Regions from separate parts of the Anas platyrhynchos genome. Here region 1 is linked to region 2. A link is a contact called in public Hi-C data. All regions are on one chromosome and are shown on one strand. Each heading gives the region's core, a stretch centred on a gene start, on an enhancer-like site or on the middle of the called end of the contact. The rest is flanking DNA. Distances are from core to core; before and after follow the strand shown.

Region 1 (3,725 bases), core at 443-2,942, 130 kb after region 2:
GTGCTCTTCCCAAGAAGGGACAAAGATCTTGTGGTCGCTCTCCTCATGTGGGAATGACAATGCAGAACGGGGCATCAATTCTGGAAGTGGCCAAGGGCAGCTGGAAGCAAGGGCTCGTTAAAAGGCAAGTGCAAGCATCAGCACAAAAACGTGCATCTGGGCTTCCCCGTGGCCTCTCATCTTGCAGAAGCCCCGTGCTCAGGGGATTAGAGGCAAGGGGAATGAAGACGTGGGTCTGATTTCTCCTACAACCTATGCTGTATCCTGGTTAGTTCCCCTACCTCAAGAGGCAGCTCTGGCGTTGGAAGTTTTCACCATTTCGCTCATTTGCAGGTGCCTGAGCCCTCGTGCAAGGTGAGGCACCCCCCAAGGTGCCCTCGCACATGTTCTCTGGCCCTTGCCTTTTCCAGCTGTCCCTCAGCAGGCTGCAGCTGCCAGTACGGTGCTGAGTGTCGGCAGATAAGAGCAAAGAATTCCCCTCTTGCTTTATTATGTCTGTACATAGTACATAGTACAGAAATCCCTGGGTGCCACGATGGTGTTATGAGTTTTAATCCACCTGATTCCTAGAGGTCTCCAGGCTCCTGCTGGTATAACCCATGCTCTTACCTAAAAAAAAAAACAAACAAACATTTCTTCCCTTTGCTCCTGGGATGGGCAATGCTTTACAAGCTGCTTGTTGCCTTCTAACCCTCCTCCTCCTTCCTTTAATGGCACCTGCGTTTTCCCACAGACATCCTCAGCCCTTTTGGGCTCTGGTATCCCAGCCCCAAAGGAGAGCCTTGCAGCTCCACAGGAGCAGAGGTCACTTCCCCTGTCAGCTCCTACTTCACAGCCCAAATATTCTGGTCCTGGACTGCCCTGCTGCTTTCTTGCTCACTCTTCCACCAGATCCAAGTGCCAGCCTGCAATGAGCACCCCGCTTAGCCCAGCTCAATGGTCCATCCAGGCACTGCCTAGCCGAGGGCCTGGGAGCTGTGGATCAGTTGTGTCATGGCTCTGTCCCATCCTGCGCTCCCTCCGAGGGCAGAAAATGACTGAGTCGTGTCTGACAGTCACCAGAGGTCAGATCCTGTGCGTACTGAAGTGAGGGTAAAGCTCCCTCTGGCTTGTACAGGGCCTGACCCCATACTGAGATGCTCCACGCACAGCACAGCTCTGCAGACCCGCAGCCCAGACCTTGCCCTGGTGCTGCCATCTCCTCCTAATCATTCCTCTTCCTTGCAAGCAGGCGCTGGGGTCACCTCCCAGCTGCTGAAATCCATCAGTGTGCGGGAGCCCTGCCTGGAGGCACTGCTAAGAATAGAGCTTAAGGGTGAGATGGAGAGAGGAGAGAGCCTGGAAAAGATTTGGCTGCTGCCAGCACAAGTCAGCCCCCACCAGGTCTCCTGCAAGAGGCAGAGGACATGCAATGCATGCAGCGCCTTTCTCTGACAGCCTTCTGAGCCTGAAAATAAAGCAAACAATGCTCTTGCCTTGCTGTGGCTATAGGATTTGCTATTCCCCTTCTCTCCCTGGCTAGTGCTGCCGGGAGTGCAGTGTGCCACCTGTCTGTCCGTCCGTCTGTCTGCACAGCCTGCGCCGCAGGCTCCGAAAGCAAAGCGCAGACGCACGGTCCTCGAAGAAGCCATGGATCAGCAGAATGCCATAGAAACCGAAGCTGGGCTGCAGGAGGCCTTTCCCCCAGCATTATGCAATACCCAATTATGTAATTTGGAGTTGCATAAGGCGCCCGGCTTCTTCGGCGTGCCGGCCTCCCCTATGGCTGCTCCCCTGGCAGAGCAGCACGTGCCAGGCTGGCACCAGGCAGCACGGGGGCACGACACAGCCGGGGCTGCAGCCGTCACCCCGAGCCGTCCCCTGCTCCCAGGTGGGGGTTTTTATTTTTAATTGCAGCATGGGGAAAAAGGTTCATTGAAAAGGAAAAAAAAAAAAAAGGGGGGGGGGGGTTGGTTGTTGCAAAAACCCTTGTTCACCTCTCTGAGTTGCTTTGCTGTGCAAACACAGATGGTTTGGGGTGTTAAAATTGAATGGTTTTGGAGCATCCTTCGCTCCCTCCTGCTGGAAAGTGCATTTCATAAGCGTATTTAAAATGAAAATAACCATCACTGTGATTCCTACCAGTGCCTGTCTCTCAGGCACGCATTTCCCTCTTTGCAGCAGCCCTGGCTGCAGAGAAGACAGAGCTGGAAATTATTGCAGCATTGCTACATTAACCTGCCAAGGCAGCGTGGGGCACTGCTGGGCTCTCTGGCACTCGTTTTACAGCCCATGGATGGCTTTCTCTCTCTCTGCAACAGCGATACTCTAAGAAAAACTGAATTTGGCCAAAAAAAAAAAAAAAAGGGAACTGGTGCATCCCTGCTGCCGGCATGCAATTCCCACCGGGGCACTCCAGCCCTGCCTGTGCCCCGTGTTAGGAACTGGCACCGGCTGCTGCTCCTAGTGCCGTGCCCTGCAGCCAGACCTCGTTCTTCCCCTGGCTATCCCAGGGGCTGAACCTCTCTGATTGCTTACAAGTGGGGAAACAAGCAGCTTTCCCCTTTGCAGGGATGCTGCAAGGTCTAAATGCACTGATACCTATGGCAAGGTTTGCTGTCCGTCAAGGAAGGAGCTGTTTTGCCAGAAGAGACTCTTCCCCTGCCCTTCAGGGAGGGGGGATCCTTTCCTAAGCACCTTTTGGATAGACACCAGCCCCTGCAGCCCCTAGGAAAGGCCACAGCCCCCCTCCAGCCTGCGGATCCTGCATGGGGACAGGGATGTGGCCTCCCCTCTGCATGGCTCTGTCGCCCGTGGCCACTAGATGGTAGCAAGCCCTGGCCGACAGCTCCAGGCTGCTGCAGCTCGACCAGGGCTTCCCCAGCAGCAGCACCGGGGGGTTTTGGGGTCTGGGCCTGATCATCTCCATCATCCCCTTTGGGGACCTCACAGCACGGCCAGAGCCTTGCGAGACCCTTGGTGATGGTGGCACGTCGGCTGCTGGTGCTTCGCTTCACTGTGCCCCAAAATATTAATGATTTAATGCTCGTTTAACAAGAGCGCTTTATGGACGACCACAGGCATGCAGGTGTGGTGTGGCCATATGAAAAGGCCACCTGATCGCCCACGTGAAGGTGACGACCGACAGGTCAGCCCTCGGCCCTCGGCACTTGGTGTTTGCCCAGATGGTGGTGCCAGCCATAGGCCTTGCCCACGGGGATGACCAGAGGGCCGAGGCACGCGTCCGCATGGCCGTGGTGTGCTGTAGGGCTTGCAGTCATTCTGCAGGCCAAATTTATTTATGCTCCATGGGGAAGAGCTTACGATTTCATTTCATTGCCGTTTCACTTGTAGAAAAAACACTATGGCTGCCCTTTTGAAGGCCTTTGTCCATTTAATGTCTGTACAGAGACTGTTGGCTTCACGGCCATGGGGCAACCAAACTCGAATGAGGTTATTGTGGTGACCAAGCAGTTTCAGCATGAGGAATGCAACGGAGCTTGATGCATAAGCAGCCGTCTCTCGTGTACCAGGAGCACACATTTCTCTCGTGTCTGAAGTGCATGTAAGCCTGTAAGGTCAGCATTCAGGATCCTACCCAAGGCTGAGCGTGGGGCGGCGCAAATGCTTGTCTGGTGTGATAAGGACTCGAGGAGCGAGGCTGCGGGGATGTGATCTCTGCTGGAGGGCTCCCAAGCGCTCCTCCATCACTTTAGCCTAGTTTGGGCAACTGATAGTGCCCCGGT
Region 2 (3,689 bases), core at 100-2,599:
TACACAGGACTTATGGGATGTTCTGTTACTGGCTGCGATGTCCCATAAAAGATAACAAGCTTCATTTTAGAGAATGCAGTCTGAGCAAAAAGCTCTAAGATAATCAAGAGGTGGGAAGCGTCTGTGAAGCAGTTGCACACGGAGGGGTCTGGTGGTGTGTAGTGGGGTAACTGCGTGGGGTTACAGCTTAGCACCTAGGCAGTAAGCAGGGTGGGGACAGTTTAAGGTGTGTTACAGAAATACGGTTACCACTGCAGCAGGGGAGGACTTGCTGGGACATCTTTTACAGGATGGCATCCAACTCTAACTTGCAGTGTTCAGAGGGGAAAATGTTGATGATGGGAAGAATTTAGTGAAAAGCAACGTAAATTGAGATACTGGGGTAGGAAAAAAAGCAGAGTGGAAGCAAAGTTGAAGGAGAGGTTGGTTACAGACTGAAGTTCAAGCAGATCCAGTCACCGATGACTTGGAAGAGGAAGGATGAGCTCCAAGACCACTCCAGTAACCTTTCTCCTCCAAATTCAGAACCATCTCGGGAAAACACTTGTCTGGTGACTCCTCATTTTCTGAAGCCCCAGCTATATCCCTATAAGAAACTGCAGGAAAGATGCAGGAGTTGGGAGTAGAAAAAGCTATAGTGTGTACACCGCCAAGCACTGCGGGTGTTACAAAACTGCTTTCTAAAATTATATTCTGAACTGAGGCATGATGGCCACATTCCCTAGATCTCTCCTCTCCTTTCTGTGTAGCTGATCTCCTGCTATCAAGACCCATCCAAAGGGTTAAGTAGCACATGAAGCATACTGTTGTGCAGTTGGCAAGTCCTGTAAATGGATCTAAATGTGTTTATTTCCCTTTTCCCTCGTGTCTGCTGCTTTCCTAGCCTCTGAATACAAGGCAGGGAATCCTCTTCTTGGAGAACACTGAATATCTTTCACAAACTCCTTCAGCAAGCTCCATATCAACGCGTGCCTCACTGTTACTCAATAGCAAAACAAAAAAACAACGACAAAAAAAAGGAGAAAAGTTATATGAGACGATGAAATGAGGGAGAAGAGTGCATCTAATTGGAATACATGGGAAGACTTCCTGACAATAAGATCCCGGAGCCCTATAAGCAGTCTCTCAAGGGAAGTAACGATTACCTTGCTGATGAATAGTCCGGCCAAGTTCTGGGGCTGCAAGGCGTTGGCAGGAAATGGGCTGGATGATGTAATATAAATTCCTTTCATGTTTGAGTTGTCCGATTCAAGCGATTTCTCATCTCTTCTCGGGGTTAAAGAGAGGAGCTGTGAGTCATCCTTCTTGGGAGAGGACCAGGAGACCACTTTTTTGTTCTCTGATGTACTTTCTGACCGTTAAGTCTTACCCAATGCAATGCAAGAGCCTTGGAGACTCCAACCCCTTGAGGTATTTGGGCTAGAGGGGCAGCATTTTGGTCAGATTTCCCCTTCCGAATGGTTTTGGAAGTGCAAGAGACTATGGCTTGTGTATTAGAAGCAGTCAATAAAATGATCGGTTGGAGGAGTGCAGGGTAAAACCCAATGGTGTAGAGAAAACAGCTTGTTTGTGGGTATTAGATCACACTGAAGAGCATAAACGTGGCTATTCTGGGCCGGGCAGAAGGTCTCTGTGCTCCAGCGTCGTGTCTTTGACAGTGTCTAATGGCAGGTACTTAAAGCACAGGGAGCAGCGCCAAGATTCGGCGATACTTCCCCTGCTAGGTACTCTTTAAGCAGTCTGGTGGCTTTGGGATTTCCTGGCCATAGATTCTTTTTTTTTATTATTATTATTTTTAAGGTCACCTGTGATAGATTTTTCTTTATTGAACTCGTTTAAATGCTTGCTGAGGCTGTCTAAGTCTTTGGCATCCACAACATCCTGTGGTGACGAGTCCTGCACTTTAGGTATATTTTATGAGGGAGGGGGAAAAAAAAAAGTCCTTCTGTGCACAGCTAACTTAAAACTGAGCTGTTTTGGGAGCTGTCAGGGGTGGGACAGGAACAACCTGCGGGCTCAAGGCCTCAGTTCCTAGCGCATCCACAGCTGCACTGACACGTATGGGTTAGGATTTTCTTCCTAACTGGGGGGAAAAGAAATCACAACAGAGAGTAGAAAGAAAATGTGAGTAGTTCATGTGTATTTAACACCTTTTTCTTCCTGAAAGGCTGCACTGCTTTTGCAAAAGCGACTCCCGGGTTCCCCCAGGCAGGTGTACGTGCTGAGGAAGGACAGGCCGGGTTCCTGAAGCGTCCCAGTGCAGCATGGTGTGGCGGTGAGCGATGGGATTTGGGGCTCTGTGGAGGGCCCTGGAGGAGCAGGGAGGGTGCCCCGATACCTGGGCAGCCCGGCTGGGCCCAGGGCCTTGGGGTGCCCGGGTTGGGGCTGGCCCTGCGGCTCGGGCTGTGGGCTGCCAGAAGAGGGCACCCAGCGCTCAGCCAGCGCCTTTCTCCTGCCTCCGCTCGTTTTCCAGAGCGTGCCTTTGGGGTTATCTCTTGGTTTCCGACCCTTGCCGTGAAGCAGGAGCACCTCGTGCTTCAGGGAGAGCAGGGGAGGGCGATTCGGTGCCCCGTGTCCAGCTTGGTTTTGGCCTCTCCAGGTTCCCTGGAGGCTGTCTGTGTTCTGCAGAGCAGGAAATCTGACAGAACCACGGGATGGCTGAGGTGGGAAGCGACGTGGTGGCCCCCTGCTCCAAGGCCTGCCACAGCAGGGTCACCCGGAGCAGGCTGCCCAGGACCACGTCCAGGTGGCTTTTGGAGGTCACCAAGCAAGGAGAGAGTCCACAGCCTCTCAGGGCAAGCTGCTCAGTCTCAGAGCCTTCAGGGAAATGAAGGATGTACGTGTGTGAATAAATACATAAACACTATTTCTCCATCCTTTTTTCTGTCTTTTATTTTTTTAAAGGGAGAGCTCAAGGAATAAAACCAGTCAGTGTAGTTACAGGACCGAGGAAGATGTTGAAAAAGATCGGATGCTTACAGTCAAGATGCTTTACCAAAGGAAATTAAGGCAACAGCAGACAGAGATTGCTAATTTTTAAGGACCAATCATGTCAGATGAATTTAATTTTCTCCTTTGACATGGCAGCAGGCCTGGCAGATGGAGAAAGCTACTGGCTTCGGATCTAGTCCGGCCTGACCTTTACATAAACTAGGCAAATGAAAGGTGAAATGAAGAAGCGCCTGAGCACCTCATTGGAAAACTATGTCTGGAGTAATTATGTCATGCTTTGCTCTGTGTGTGTGGTATCTGGAGTCTTAACATGGTCTGTCCTGGCTGCTGTGCCCTCCCGTGCTTCTCATCGAACATCAGGGTAATTCAGTGAATGAATATATGTGTGTGTGCGCACTGGCAGCCTTTGGAAGGCAGCGGTAGGTGTCAAAAAGATCCCGGTAAATTGAGGAAATGGTTTGAAATTCAACAAAACCAAGCTGTATTAATGAAGGGAGCTGAATTCCCAATGTGAAATGGAGAGTAGCTGGCTAAGCAGTAGTACTGAAGGAAACATCTGGGGTAACAGGAGATAACAAACTGAGTACGCGGCGCTGGTTTTTGTGGTCTTAAGAATTTGGAATGGATTTCCAGGTGTGTCAAGTAACGAGGGAAGGTAATTATTCTTCAGAGCTCAGCACGGTGAGTGGAGCACTGTACCTGGTTATAGGTGCTTCAGGAAAGATGCAGGCAGGGTT

The links. Hi-C and Micro-C count contacts between places; a contact is called where the count stands out from the background.
Region 1: a Hi-C map of skeletal muscle shows a contact between it and region 2, with 4 times the contacts expected there. The contact joins two enhancer-like sites. A contact is called at or near these places in 5 of 8 Hi-C or Micro-C datasets (F1 follicle, liver, skeletal muscle and 2 more).

What each region holds. Positions count from the first base shown.
Region 1 is chr1:55,273,064-55,276,788 of IASCAAS_PekinDuck_T2T, forward strand. No RefSeq gene overlaps it. Among named protein-coding and RNA genes, the nearest start is that of MB, 2.7 kb to the right of the region's middle. Within about 2 kb of position 1,693, at least 2 of the 8 cell types and tissues checked have an H3K27ac peak or open chromatin away from gene starts, as enhancers often do.
Region 2 is chr1:55,143,427-55,147,115 of IASCAAS_PekinDuck_T2T, forward strand. All of the region lies in intron 1 of RBFOX2 (RNA binding fox-1 homolog 2), which reads left to right. Among named protein-coding and RNA genes, the nearest start is that of RBFOX2, 37 kb to the left of the region's middle. Within about 2 kb of position 1,350, at least 3 of the 8 cell types and tissues checked have an H3K27ac peak or open chromatin away from gene starts, as enhancers often do.